Linked DNA regions of Mus musculus: all the other regions are linked to region 3. Evidence: chromatin contacts called from public HiCAR-type and promoter capture Hi-C data. All regions are on one chromosome and are shown on one strand. The core of a region is the stretch at or near the end of the contact, and the rest is flanking DNA. Distances in the headings are between cores, read along the strand shown.

What was found. HiCAR-type assays count read pairs that join an accessible place to other places. Capture Hi-C pulls out chosen DNA fragments and counts their contacts.
Region 1: a promoter capture Hi-C map of adipose tissue shows a contact between it and region 3. The contact joins the promoter of Fastkd5 here to the promoter of 1700037H04Rik in region 3. A contact is called at or near these places in 1 of 115 datasets of contacts at active chromatin or transcription factors (embryonic limb bud) and 1 of 9 other capture datasets (adipose tissue).
Region 2: a contact with region 3 is called in a HiCAR-type map of embryonic stem cells, with 2.9 times the contacts expected there. The contact joins the promoter of 5330413P13Rik here to the promoter of 1700037H04Rik in region 3. A contact is called at or near these places in 2 of 115 datasets of contacts at active chromatin or transcription factors (astrocytes and embryonic stem cells).

What each region holds. Positions count from the first base shown.
Region 1 is chr2:130,628,544-130,632,243 of GRCm38.p6, reverse strand. Fastkd5 (FAST kinase domains 5) reads left to right here and starts at 2,242. Exons shown (of 3, transcript NM_198176.3): 1 at 2,242-2,328; 2 at 3,609-3,700. It overlaps Ubox5 (U box domain containing 5), which reads left to right and starts at 2,206. Exons shown (of 7, transcript NM_001255993.1): 1 at 2,206-2,328; 2 at 3,609-3,700.
Region 2 is chr2:131,845,408-131,849,123 of GRCm38.p6, reverse strand. 5330413P13Rik (RIKEN cDNA 5330413P13 gene) reads left to right here and starts at 1,468. Exons shown (of 3, transcript NR_029381.1): 1 at 1,468-1,552. It also overlaps the pseudogene Gm14281.
Region 3 is chr2:131,158,047-131,161,986 of GRCm38.p6, reverse strand. It overlaps 1700037H04Rik (RIKEN cDNA 1700037H04 gene), which reads left to right and starts at 1,906. Exons shown (of 6, transcript NM_026091.3): 1 at 1,906-2,034. It overlaps Gm14232 (a long non-coding RNA gene), which reads right to left. Exons shown (of 3, transcript XR_003954063.1): 2 at 2,261-2,482.

The DNA.
Region 1 (3,700 bases), core at 993-3,492, 530 kb after region 3:
AACAAGTCCAGTAGTAGGTATCACAGATATTGGCTCTCTGTGGATCTAAAGCAGTGGTTCTCAATGTGTGGGTTTTGACTCCCGTGGGTTTGACTCCTTTGGGGTCAAACAACCTTTTCCCAGGGGTTGCATATTGGATATCCTGCTATCATATATTTGCATTAAGATTCCCAACAGTAGCAAAATTACAGTTATGAAGAAGTGACAAAAAGAATGTTATGGTTGGTGGTCACCACAACGTGAGGAACTGTGTTAAAGGGCCACAGCATTAGAAAGGCTGAGAACAATTGAGCTAGAGTCTAGATTTTTTCATCCTTATCCACTCAACCTGTCTCCTCTTTGCCACAGAGCATCCCAGCTCTTTGAGAAGATTGATTTGCACCAGTTCATCGTGATATTGGAGGTTTTCCTGAGGCTGGGTGTGGTAGCACACACCTTTAATCCCAGTTCTCAGGAGGCAGAGACAGGCAGATCTTTGAGGCCAACCTGGTCTACAGAGTGAGTTCTAGAACAGCTACTCAGTCAGACACTGTCTCAAACAAACAAACAAACAAACAAACCTATAAAAATTATACAGATACCTTAAAAAGAAAAAAGTTTTCCTGGGTGTTGGGGAAATGGCTCAAACAATAAAGTGCCTGCCATACAGGTATGTAAACCTGAATTTGTATCAGCAACAACAATATAAGAGCAGGCCCTGAAGCCTGTTCTGTCTGTAACCCCAGCACAGGAGCCACTAGGTCTGTTACTAATCATCCAATCAGAATCTGTGAGCTCCAGTTACAGTGATGGACACTGTCTCAAAAAGTAAGGTAGACAGTAATTGAGGAAGTTGCCTGATGGTGACCTCTGGCCTCCATATGCGCAAGCCAAGAAAGTCCTAGAAGCATGCAATAACTCTTCCTTTCCAGTACTGTTGACTAGAGGTGGGCTATAAGCTCCTCCCACTTCATAGGAGACTAGGAAACAGCATTTTGCAAAGAGAAACTAGATTGTCATGGCTGCCCAGGAGCAATCAAAGTTTGTCCCCTGGGGGTGGGATTTTTCACTCTGGGTTCATGAGCAGGTTGTAATCAGGTAAGAAGTCCCCAGTCAGTGAGGGCCATGTTACCAATGGTCTGGAAGGCACAGATGTTCAAATGTTCACAGCCAGGCAGGCTGCCTTACATAGAACCCAGAAGCTGGGATGCTGGTCTCAAATCTCTTTGTCACAACCTCTTATATAGCCTGTTTCCCCACCAGTGCCTTGGAGAAAGTATGGTATCTCTCTCAGTTTTCCTTCACAGCGTCTCAAATAGATGGCACTGACAAGGCTGAAGACTGAATAGACACCGACAGGCCTGGGACAGGCACTTCTGTTACATAGGACTTGGGAGAATCTTTCTTACCTTGATAGCCAAACCAGCCACGTGTGAGGCCCTCCTAAGGGAGGTAGACCATCCTGACCTACCCACCTTCAGTTCCAGCTCCACTTTTCCCTTCCCTTCCCTTCCCTTCCCTTCCCTTCCCTTCCCTTCCCTTCCCTTCCCTTCCCTTCCCTTCCCTTCCCTTCCCTTCCCTTCCCTTCCCTTTTCCCTTTTCCCTTTTTTTCCCTTTTTCCCTTTTTTCCCTTTTTCCCTTTTTTTCCCTTTTTTCCCTTTTTTCCCTTTTTTTCCCTTTTTCCCCCCTTTCCCCCCTTTCCCCCCTTTCCCCCCTTCCCCCCCTTTTCCCCCCTTTTCCCTTTTTTTCCCCTTCCCCCTTCCCCCTTCCCCCTTCCCCCTTCCCCCTTCCCTTCCCTTCCCGGTCTCTTTATATAGCTATGGTTGTCCTGGAACTATTTTGATCAGGCTGGCTTCGAATTCATAAAGATTCACCTGCCTCTGCCTCTTTAGTTCTGGGATTAAAGACGTGCATCCCTATGCCGGGATCCTTGCATACATTTTCATCTATCCATTGCTAGTTCCTCTTCTGAAAGCATTTTCACTATTAGAAATGCATCATGATTCTCTTTGTATAGATGACAAACTAGGCTTGAAAAGTTTGTGTGACTTCTTCAAAGTCATAAAACCCAGAACCTGTGCCAATTACTTCTGCTCAATTACTTTCAAAGCGACCCATCCAGGATAATATTTTTCCCTCTCCATGTTCTAAGGTCAGAAACTAGAAAATGGTCATGGAAAACTTCGACTACGGTTTTTTGAACCTCAGCGGCTCCGGTACCAACGTAAGCGGAAGGTGAGGGCCGCTGGCCGGAAGTGGGTTGTGGAGCGGTTGATGCAGGAGTCTGTGCATTGACTTACCCGGGGCGGCCCGGGACTGGAGTTAGGGAGCTGCCTTCGCGGGCTTCAGGTGAGTGGGCGGCCGGGGAGGACGAGGTGGCTCGACTTGCTGCCTGCACTCTGGCCTCGCCGGGTCCGGGCCGCGCGCTCCGCCATCCCGGTTCTCCCGGGCCTGCTGCGCTTCCCCGCGGGCTGTCCTCGTGCCGCCCCGGAGCACCTCTCAGCATCACCCTCTAGGGTCACCTTATCACGGCGGACTGCTGTGAGAGTGGGTCCGGACGGCGCTTTTAGCCCCCTGCGAGGTGGAGATCGAGTCTGCGTCTCTCACGGGGCTGTTGTGATAGCAGTCTCCCTGGTCTCTCCGTTCCAGTGTGCACGTGAAGCCCTAGCAAAGTGACTTAGCCTAGGGTCTCGGTCGGCGCCTGCGAGTCGGCGTTTCTGATCAGCTTTTCGCCAGCACTTTGAGCAGCGTTTGATGTAGGGCTTAGGACGGGGTGAGGCAATAGGACAAATATCCTTTCTTCATTTTAAGCAGTTTCTGGTTGTACAAACCCAACTCGGGCCAGGAGTGGTTCTCCCTTCTCTTTCTCCCCCCGGGGATAGGAAGTAATTGCTCCTTTTCTGTTAAGATCTTTTTGCTCTAACTCGGGAACTCTGGACAGGAGCCTTTATAGTCGATAGATTCACGCCTCTTCTCAGAGGCTACATTGCTCACTTGGTGTAGGCATCTGGGCATTGCTTCATCCTGTGACGCTCATATATAGATACTCCAACGTCAGAGGGAACTGGTATTTTGTGCTCATGTTTTCTGCACTTTGCCCACACTGAGGACCCAGAACAGTGCCTTTGTTTTTTGTTTGTTTGTTTGTTTTTTGTTTTTTCGAAACAGGGCTTCTCTGTATATCCCTGGCTGTCCTGGAACTCACTTTGTAGACCAGGCTGGCCTCGAACTCAGAAAATCCGCCTGCCTCTGCCTCCCGAGTGCTGGGATTAAAGGCGTAGAACAGTGCCCGGCTTAGAACATTGCCTTTCTAGAACTAGGTTCTAAGGCTTACTGTCCTCAGTTGCCGAAGGCTAGCCCTAGGGAATTTAGTCCTGCTTGGTAGACCAAAATAAAATCTGAAGACTACTATTTCATACAGCTGAGAGTTGTGCCGGACTGATGTGCCTGTGTGTCTTTCTCATTTATCTATCTATCTATCTATCTATTTATTTATTTATTTATTTATTTATCTATTTGGTCCCCAACGGAGTCTTGGCATTTATCATGTAAATAGGTCAATTTATATTTTTTTATTATATGTGTATGGGTGACTTCCATTTATGCATGTCTGCACCATTTGTATGCAGTGCTGGAGGAGGCCAGAAGAGGGCGTTGGATCTCCTGGGACTTGAATTAAGGTTGATTGTGAGCCACAGTGTGAGCGCTGGAAATCAAACCC
Region 2 (3,716 bases), core at 219-2,718, 690 kb before region 3:
TATTTCTCTGTTGTTTTGGTTTGTGGTGGAATTGGCAATTAAACCTAAGGCGTTGCACGGGTTAGGCAAATGCTCTTCCACCGAGCTGTCTACCGAGCCCTCATTTAAGTTTTGAGGGGGTCTCACTAAATGAGACCCTCATTGTCGGGCAGGATTGGTGCCACTTTGGAGGCCAGGTGGGCCTTAAATCTGAAGTCTTCCTGTTTCAGCCTTTCAGGTGTCACTAAGCCCAATGACCATTACTCTTTGAAGAACATTGTGTGTCGTTTTTTTAGTTTTGAAATATCACAACCGAGGGGAGTGGGCGGGTAGGGGAGTGGGGGTGGGTGGGTATGGGGGACTTTTGGTATAGCATTGGAAATGTAAATGAGCTAAATACCTAATAAAAAATGGAAAAAAAAAGAAATATCACAATCGAAAGTGCTACAAACATTTGCGTAAATGAATGCTCACTTGTTTGGGATATGACGGACCATAGATTGCTTGTGTTTTAAGTTTGCTTTTGTTCCTATTTATTGTTTCTTTCCTAGATACATATTTTAAGGTTTTCTTTTCCTGCAGATTGCAGTGAAGAATTACATTAACAAGTGATTTTTCTTTTACCTTTTTAATAAATGCTAATGGAAACAAACAAACACTCCAACCCCTGAGAAATACAAATGGCAACAGCTTCAAAACAAAAGGATTTGGGAGCAGAAGTCTCCACAGTCAGTGTATCAGTTACTCTTCTACTGCTGTGACTAAAACACTACCACAATTAAGGCCACTTAGAGAAGTAAGTACTTAATTGGGTTCATAGTTCCAGAGAGCTAGAGTCCATGATGGTGGAGCAGAGACACGGTGTCAGGAACAGCTGGGAGCTCACACCTCCTTCCACAAACGCAAAGGAGAACACACACTGGGAATGTGAACAGTCTCAAAGCTCACCCGCCAGTGCCACACCTCCTCCAGCAAGGCCACACCTCCTCCAGCAAGGCCACACCTCCTCCAACAAGGCACCACACTTCTTAATGCTTCCTACAGTTGCACCAACTGGGGGCCAAGCATTCAAACATGAGTCTATGGGGGCCATTCTCATTCAAACCACTGCTCAGTAACAGTCAAAACTGTAAAATCATCCAAGCTGTGTCAATGCTCGACACAAACCAATGTCGTACTGATGTGTGTGTGTGTGTGTGTGTGTGTGTGTGTGTCTCGTGCTGTTTGTTAATGCCCCTCCAAGGTGTAAACTAAAAAAGCTAACTGCTTGGATCTATGATCACACAAACCATCTAATTTGCTCAAGGTTTGGCTCAAAGCAACATCCTTCCCTTTACTAGCTGAAATTCGTGACAGCCTCAAAAGGGAAATCGGCTTTGTTTCAGCACAGCTGTGCTCTGGAGTCTACACAGTTCCTAAGCAACCACGCAGGACTCAGCCAGTCAGAAGGCAGTACACAGCAGGGTCCCTGGCCACCTGGAGGTAGCCTTGGTGATGGTGTGCTTTGTCAGGCTTGTGCTCACAGGGAGCCCATCCTGTTTCAGGCAGCAGACAACAATTGAAGTGACCCCAGGTAGGTTTGGAGGCTGTTTCCCGTTTGACCTACAGGGCCACTCCACCCACCCCCACCCCCCACCCCCACCCTGTGATTATCCACTATGAGACAGCAGCCTGGTATCCTGGCAGATCTTCTGTAGCAACAAAACGCTGTTTGTCAAGAATGGTGTCATCTTCGTGTAACTGAAAAAGGTCTATCAGAGACCAGAGCCTGCCGTGGTCGGTGTCTGTGGCTGGGGGACAGTATACGTGTGATTATGCTGCCCAGATCTTTTTATGTATAGTCTCAGATACCTTCTGAATTTCTGGGAAGTGACCTCCACACACAACCATTCTGAATATTTTTGTTGTATACAAGCAGATATTTCTTGTAAGCCTATGCCCTATTCTTTATGGAATACAAATTAATAAGTGCTTGCTCAACTTTGTGGTGTTGAAACTGTAAAGTCTCTAGAACAATAGAATGAAGACTTGTTTTCTGCATTGGCCAGCTGATTCAGGACGTGTGTGCTCTGCTAGACTATTGAGGAGAAACTTAGCAGCTTCTGGAAGATTCCCAGTAACCGGGGAACTCTGTCAACAGTAGCACTTGCCTTAGTGTTTGAACTGTGCTCTGAAAATACTTAGAGCCTCTCCTGTCTAGCAGGGATCTCTCTTTTTCTTCCCAGAGTACTTGAGGGAAGGATGTGGGAAGATAAGGCCACATATAAAGACCAGAGTCAGGTTTGTGCTTCCAGAAACAAAGACATCACATGAAAGGTATATGAGATAAATTCCTTCATATCATTGTGGTAGATCCATGAAAAGATAGCAACAAAACCTCTTCAGAATTTACAAGAGCAGAGTTAAGACTCCCAGCTTATTCTTGTGGACGGCGTGTTGCTTCCAACAAGTAGTGATGAAAGGAAGTTTGCTTGGGTTCTTACAGCTACCATGTAAGCTGAGAGATGATGGTGTGGGGGAGGGGTGAGAGGGGCAAGGACTTCTTATAGGAGGCAGGAGCTTCTCCTGCTAGCTTCCATGACACTCATTTTCCTGAAGATCTAGGAGGCATGAGGGCGTTGCAAAATGTTGTTAAAGGAATCTTGACAAGCGTGCGTCACTCAGCCCTCTCACACTGAAGCCTTTTGAAAGCACGTGCCCTGTAAGCTTGGACAACCACAGTGTAAGCTGGAAGCTGGCTTACCCAGTAAGTCCCTGTCCTGCAAGCCTGAGCGAGGACCTGAGATCACATCCCTCGCAATCTCACACTGATGCTGGAATGGTGCCCATGACCCCAGTCGTGAGAAGGCAGGGTTGGAGGCAGGCTCTCTGGACCTCTTTCGCCAGCCAACTTAGTAGAATCGATGACCTTCAGGTTCAGGGAGGGACGGAGAATGATCTACAGCAGCCGCACTTTGAGTATTAAAGAATGAGTGTATTAAAGGTAAGCAAAAATCAAAGCCTGAGCAGCAAGTGGCAGATTTAAAACATCATCGCGTCAGGTGTTTATAACGACTGTGTTTAGAATGTGTAGTAGAAGTGGTTAGGGAAGTTCTGCTAAACAGCCATGCTGGTCTGACGGGGACGGGGAAGTCCTGAGCAGACCCAGACTCTCTCCCCGGTGAGTTTCAAGCCTCCAGTCCCTGACGTGTGCCTTTTTATACTGTGAGATAAACAGTAACCTTTATAGAAATGGTTTACCTTCTGGCTGTTTTCAAGGGCACTTGCTATTCTCCTATCTCCCTGATACAGAGGCAGGAGCCAGGCTGCCCCAGGACAATGAGTCCCGGAGTCTACGTGAAATAAACATAGCTGCTTGTTCTCAGAGCCAGCTCTCAACACGCACAGATGGCACATGCCAATTTATGGATATAATTTATATTACAGACCTTCGTCAAGAAATAAGCTGGAGAACAATGGAGGAAAATGCTCAGCTTAAGTCTCCTGTCCACACCAAAGTCCACATACACACACACACACACACACACACACACACAAACACACACACCCAACTATATTGAAAGGAAGTAGAAAATTGGTGAAAATTAACCAAGCAAAATTTGCAAAGCTGACCAGGGGCCCATTAAAGCTCACACAGTGCGTTTACTGCTGAGCGGCCCAGAGTGTATTCAGAAGGAGCTAAGTGGTGCTTTTAGCATTTCTGGCAGAGAAAAGTTACCTCAGAAATGGCCTGACAT
Region 3 (3,940 bases), core at 657-3,156:
CCTAGCTTTGGATAATAAGGCCTTGGGCCCAGGAAGCTCCTTATAGGTCTGGGCACTTCTGATGTTGCCATACCGTCTCAGTGCACGGGCCCACTGAGAACAATGAGAAACAGCCATAGAACTTCTATCTTGGTGTTCTGTCGGCACTCAAAGCCTTATTTTCCCCAGGCAACTTTCCAAAACCATTTGTGGCCTTTCCTGGAGACATGTAGCATGCTTTAGTACAGGCAGCTCCATATCACAGGTTTTCCCAGGTACCCAAGATGCTTAGTCTAGGAACATGAGGAGTATTGGCAAGATCAAGAAACCACAGTTCTTTTTGTGTGGTGGTCTCACAGTAAGCTAGGGGTGTCTTGCTTTGGGAGTCTGTTAGCACATTAACTTACCTATCGTACATATTCAGAAAGTATGTTAAAAGGAGTTGACAATTAGAAAATTGCCTCAGACAGTAAACTGTTAGCGATTATTCTGCTTTCGATAGAGCTCACCAAGAGATGGGTTTCAAGTGAAAAGCAGCAAAAGGGAAACAGGAATCCTGAAACTGAAAATCAACACACACCTAGGCAGTAAAATAAACGCGAGAAATAGGAATCAGAGGGGACTATGGTAAACTGACGTTCCAGAAAGGCAGGGACCGCTACCCCCAAAGCCCTTGGTTCTTGTTTTGAATGTAAATGTGAGAATGTGTTGTTAGATCTGATATTTCAAAAGAAGACTGGAAATGAGAATCCTTTGTGAAGAAGTAGGATGAGGGGCAAGAAGATGGGAAGAAAAGTATTTATAAAAGTCTCCGGGGGCTATACATCTGCAGGCTGCTTTTGCCTGGCGTGGTGGCCTTCAGGATACTTTGGAGGCACTGTCTGCTGACTTGGAAAAGAACAGATATGGAACACACCACGGGGCTTCTGGAAAGGTGGGAGTAGGGGTTGAGTAGGCTGGGATTAGAATGAAAAGTTCTCAATGTCCGCTCTGGAGGACAGAATTTTCTCAACAGTAGGGAGCGCACGTACCATCCAAAACAACGATAAAAAGTTTGAGAAGCCCTGCTGAAGACAGCAGGGAAGCACTGGGCCCTCTGAAGTAACGCTATGAAAACAATAGCACAGAAAGACTATTTGTTACCAGCGTGCGAACACAAGATCCGAGTCAGGTTAACAGCCATAAGGACACGGAAGAGTCGGACCTTGAGGACTCTTACAGGCAGCGACCACATTCTATCGGAAAAACAAGCAAGCTCTCAGCGGTCCAAGGCCTGTCTCCGCTAGTTAAGTTGGAAGGATCGGGAACCTGTGTGTTCTGACTGCTCTTTCGGCACTTTAAACCTCTTGTCCTAATCAGTGTATATAAGGATAGAGATAGTCGCACACGGACAGGTGGGCCTGTGGCAAAAATCCACAAGCCTTAGTAAGTGCTCTACGAAGACGCCCACACCCTGTCGGGTGGGTCGAGACGCATCCCGCTGCCATGGCGACCGCCTCCTTGGAGACCAGGAGCAGAAGCTCCTGTCCCCGGGGGCGCCCGCGTACGCTCCCTTCCCCCCTTCCTACGCCGCGTGCCTTCTTTGTTCTAATGCTTATTTGGAATAGGGAATGGGTGGGAAAGGAAGACCGAAATCCAGACTCAGTCCAGTAGGAAAGGTGACTGCTTAACTCCTAGACAAAACTGCCGCGGATCGGAAACCTCATGGGGAAGGTCGCTCTGGTCGGTTTCCAGCAGCGGTTCCAACATAGCTCCCATCCCGCTTCATCACCCAAGCTCGTGCCGCTGGGGTGACGTCGACTCGTGGGGCTCAGCCTCCGCGCACACGTGATGTGGAATCTCGTCGTTAATTGGTGGATCTCAGAGACAGCTCATTGGTCTGAAGTGCCCTAGCCCCGCCCCTCAACGCCCCTCAAGCCAATGAAGGAGGAGAGGGCGTGGCGCGAGGCTGATGCGGCGCGGGGCTCTTCCTCGCGCTCTCCAGCCCGTTCTGCTGCTGCTACCGCCGCCTCCGCGGTCGTTTCTGACCGCCTGGCCGCGGGGCTCGCCTGCAAGGTGAGATGGGCCCTCCGGGCTCCGTCTAGTTCACCAGAGACGGCTCCTGGGTCTGAGATCCTCAGCTGTGCTGGAGCTGGAGGCTTTGCTTTCTAGCCTGAGGAACTCTGTAGAAGCGGGATGGGGTGGGGGATGTGGGGTCCTGGGTACAAATGACGGTTAGCGGGCAGGGTACAAGTGACACCTGAGGGTGGGGGCGTAAATGTGGCTGACGTCCCGTTCCTACCTGGTCCTCGTGGCTCTATGTGACCTTGGAAGAGTAGCCTCTGAGCCTCCGGTGCCCGGGCACGATCATGAGGAGGATGTTGATGTTGGGAGTGTCGGCTCCAGAGACTCCTGCGTCAGCCTGGCGAGCTCAGAGAGCGCAGGGCATTATCTCAGATGGACAGATCCGCGGCCTTGCTCTTGGTGTGGGTACGTCTGAGGCCCGTTCTGCTGCTCTTGTCCCCTGAGAAAACAATAACACTGAGGTGGGGCGTGCCACACCCACAGGGATGGCGGTAGGAAAGGCCAGAGGGCCAGAGCCAGAGCCTCTCCAGTGTCTCACAGAAATGGTTGGATTTAGGTTCTGGACCAGTGCTCCTGTTAGTGAACAGGGCTCGGTTGGACAGCTTGAGTCTTTCCTCTTTAATCTTGGTGGTGGGATGTGAAGGTAGGGCATTGCTTTGCACTGGGGTGGGGTGGGGTGGGCTGGGTGGGTGGTGGGTGGGTGGGTGGGGGGTAGGAGCAGCTTTCACCCGTGTCTCTGCTTCTTGGGTGAAAGAGTCAATCTAGAGGCCAGATGAATCCAAGCAGCCTCCTTTGATGTCAGAGGGGGATGTGGGAAGTGAATGCTAGGCAGAGGAGAACCACACAGGTTGGTAGACAGGAGGGACTAACACCCTTTTCACAGGTCAACCCTTCCCTCCACTGTTTGTGAGAGTAAACACCTATTACCGTCCTTGCATCCCTGGCTTTGGGGAAGGGGGCTCCAAAGATAGGTCAAGGCTGAGGAGATGAAAGATTGCTTCCACATGCGACCTCCATGTAGCACTCCCTGTCTGAGACTTCAGTGGGTGTTCTTTGAGCTTTAAGGGGAGGTTGGATAAGTGCTTCTGCTGGGCTGATGATTGAGCTGTGACTGGGTCCCTGGATGGGTGTAGGGGAGGTGGTAGGAAGAATTGAAGGTTGTTTACTGCTCTGACATAGAAAGGGCTTTTATGGGGTTGGGAATGGTGGTTGAAGAATGATTCAGAGAGGAGACGGTAAAAGGTTTGGGGCTGTGCTCCCAGCCACACAGCACAACGCAAGCTGAAATTGGCTCTGTGATACCTTGGGGCTTAAAGGCTGCCTCTGGGAAGAGGTAGGTAATCAGAAGGGAGAGAGAGTGTCACAATGCAAGAGTTCCGTTTTGCCATGGGTAGATCACCTTTGCCTCTTAGCTTGGAGCTTGAGTGCTAGAACAGGGCAGCCTGGACTGGACAATGAAAAAGGCCTTATGACACCGAAGACCCTGGATTTTTCCATAACCACCACCTGTTTACCCACATGCTAGCTCTTTGGGAAGGTAGCTTCAGAGCTTTCCCCGCCCACATTTTAGTCACTCCAATTTCCCTAAGAGCATCTGAAATACCAAGAAGCCCTCAGTGTGCCCCCGCCTGAAGCTGTCCAGGATCTCACCTGACTTATGTATATTTGTTTTTTACTTACTAATTATTTGGAGATATTGTCTCAGGTGGCCCAGACTGTCCTTACAATCACTCTGTAGCCAAGGATGACTTGAACTCTGATCCTCCGGCTTCTACTAACCAAGTCTGCCTGCTGCCATACCCAGTTTTCTCTCCTCTCACTCCTGATTTGTCGACAGCCATCTAAGGGCAGGGGCATCATCTTCTTTGCCAGATGAGGGGCCTAAAGTAGAAAAGGC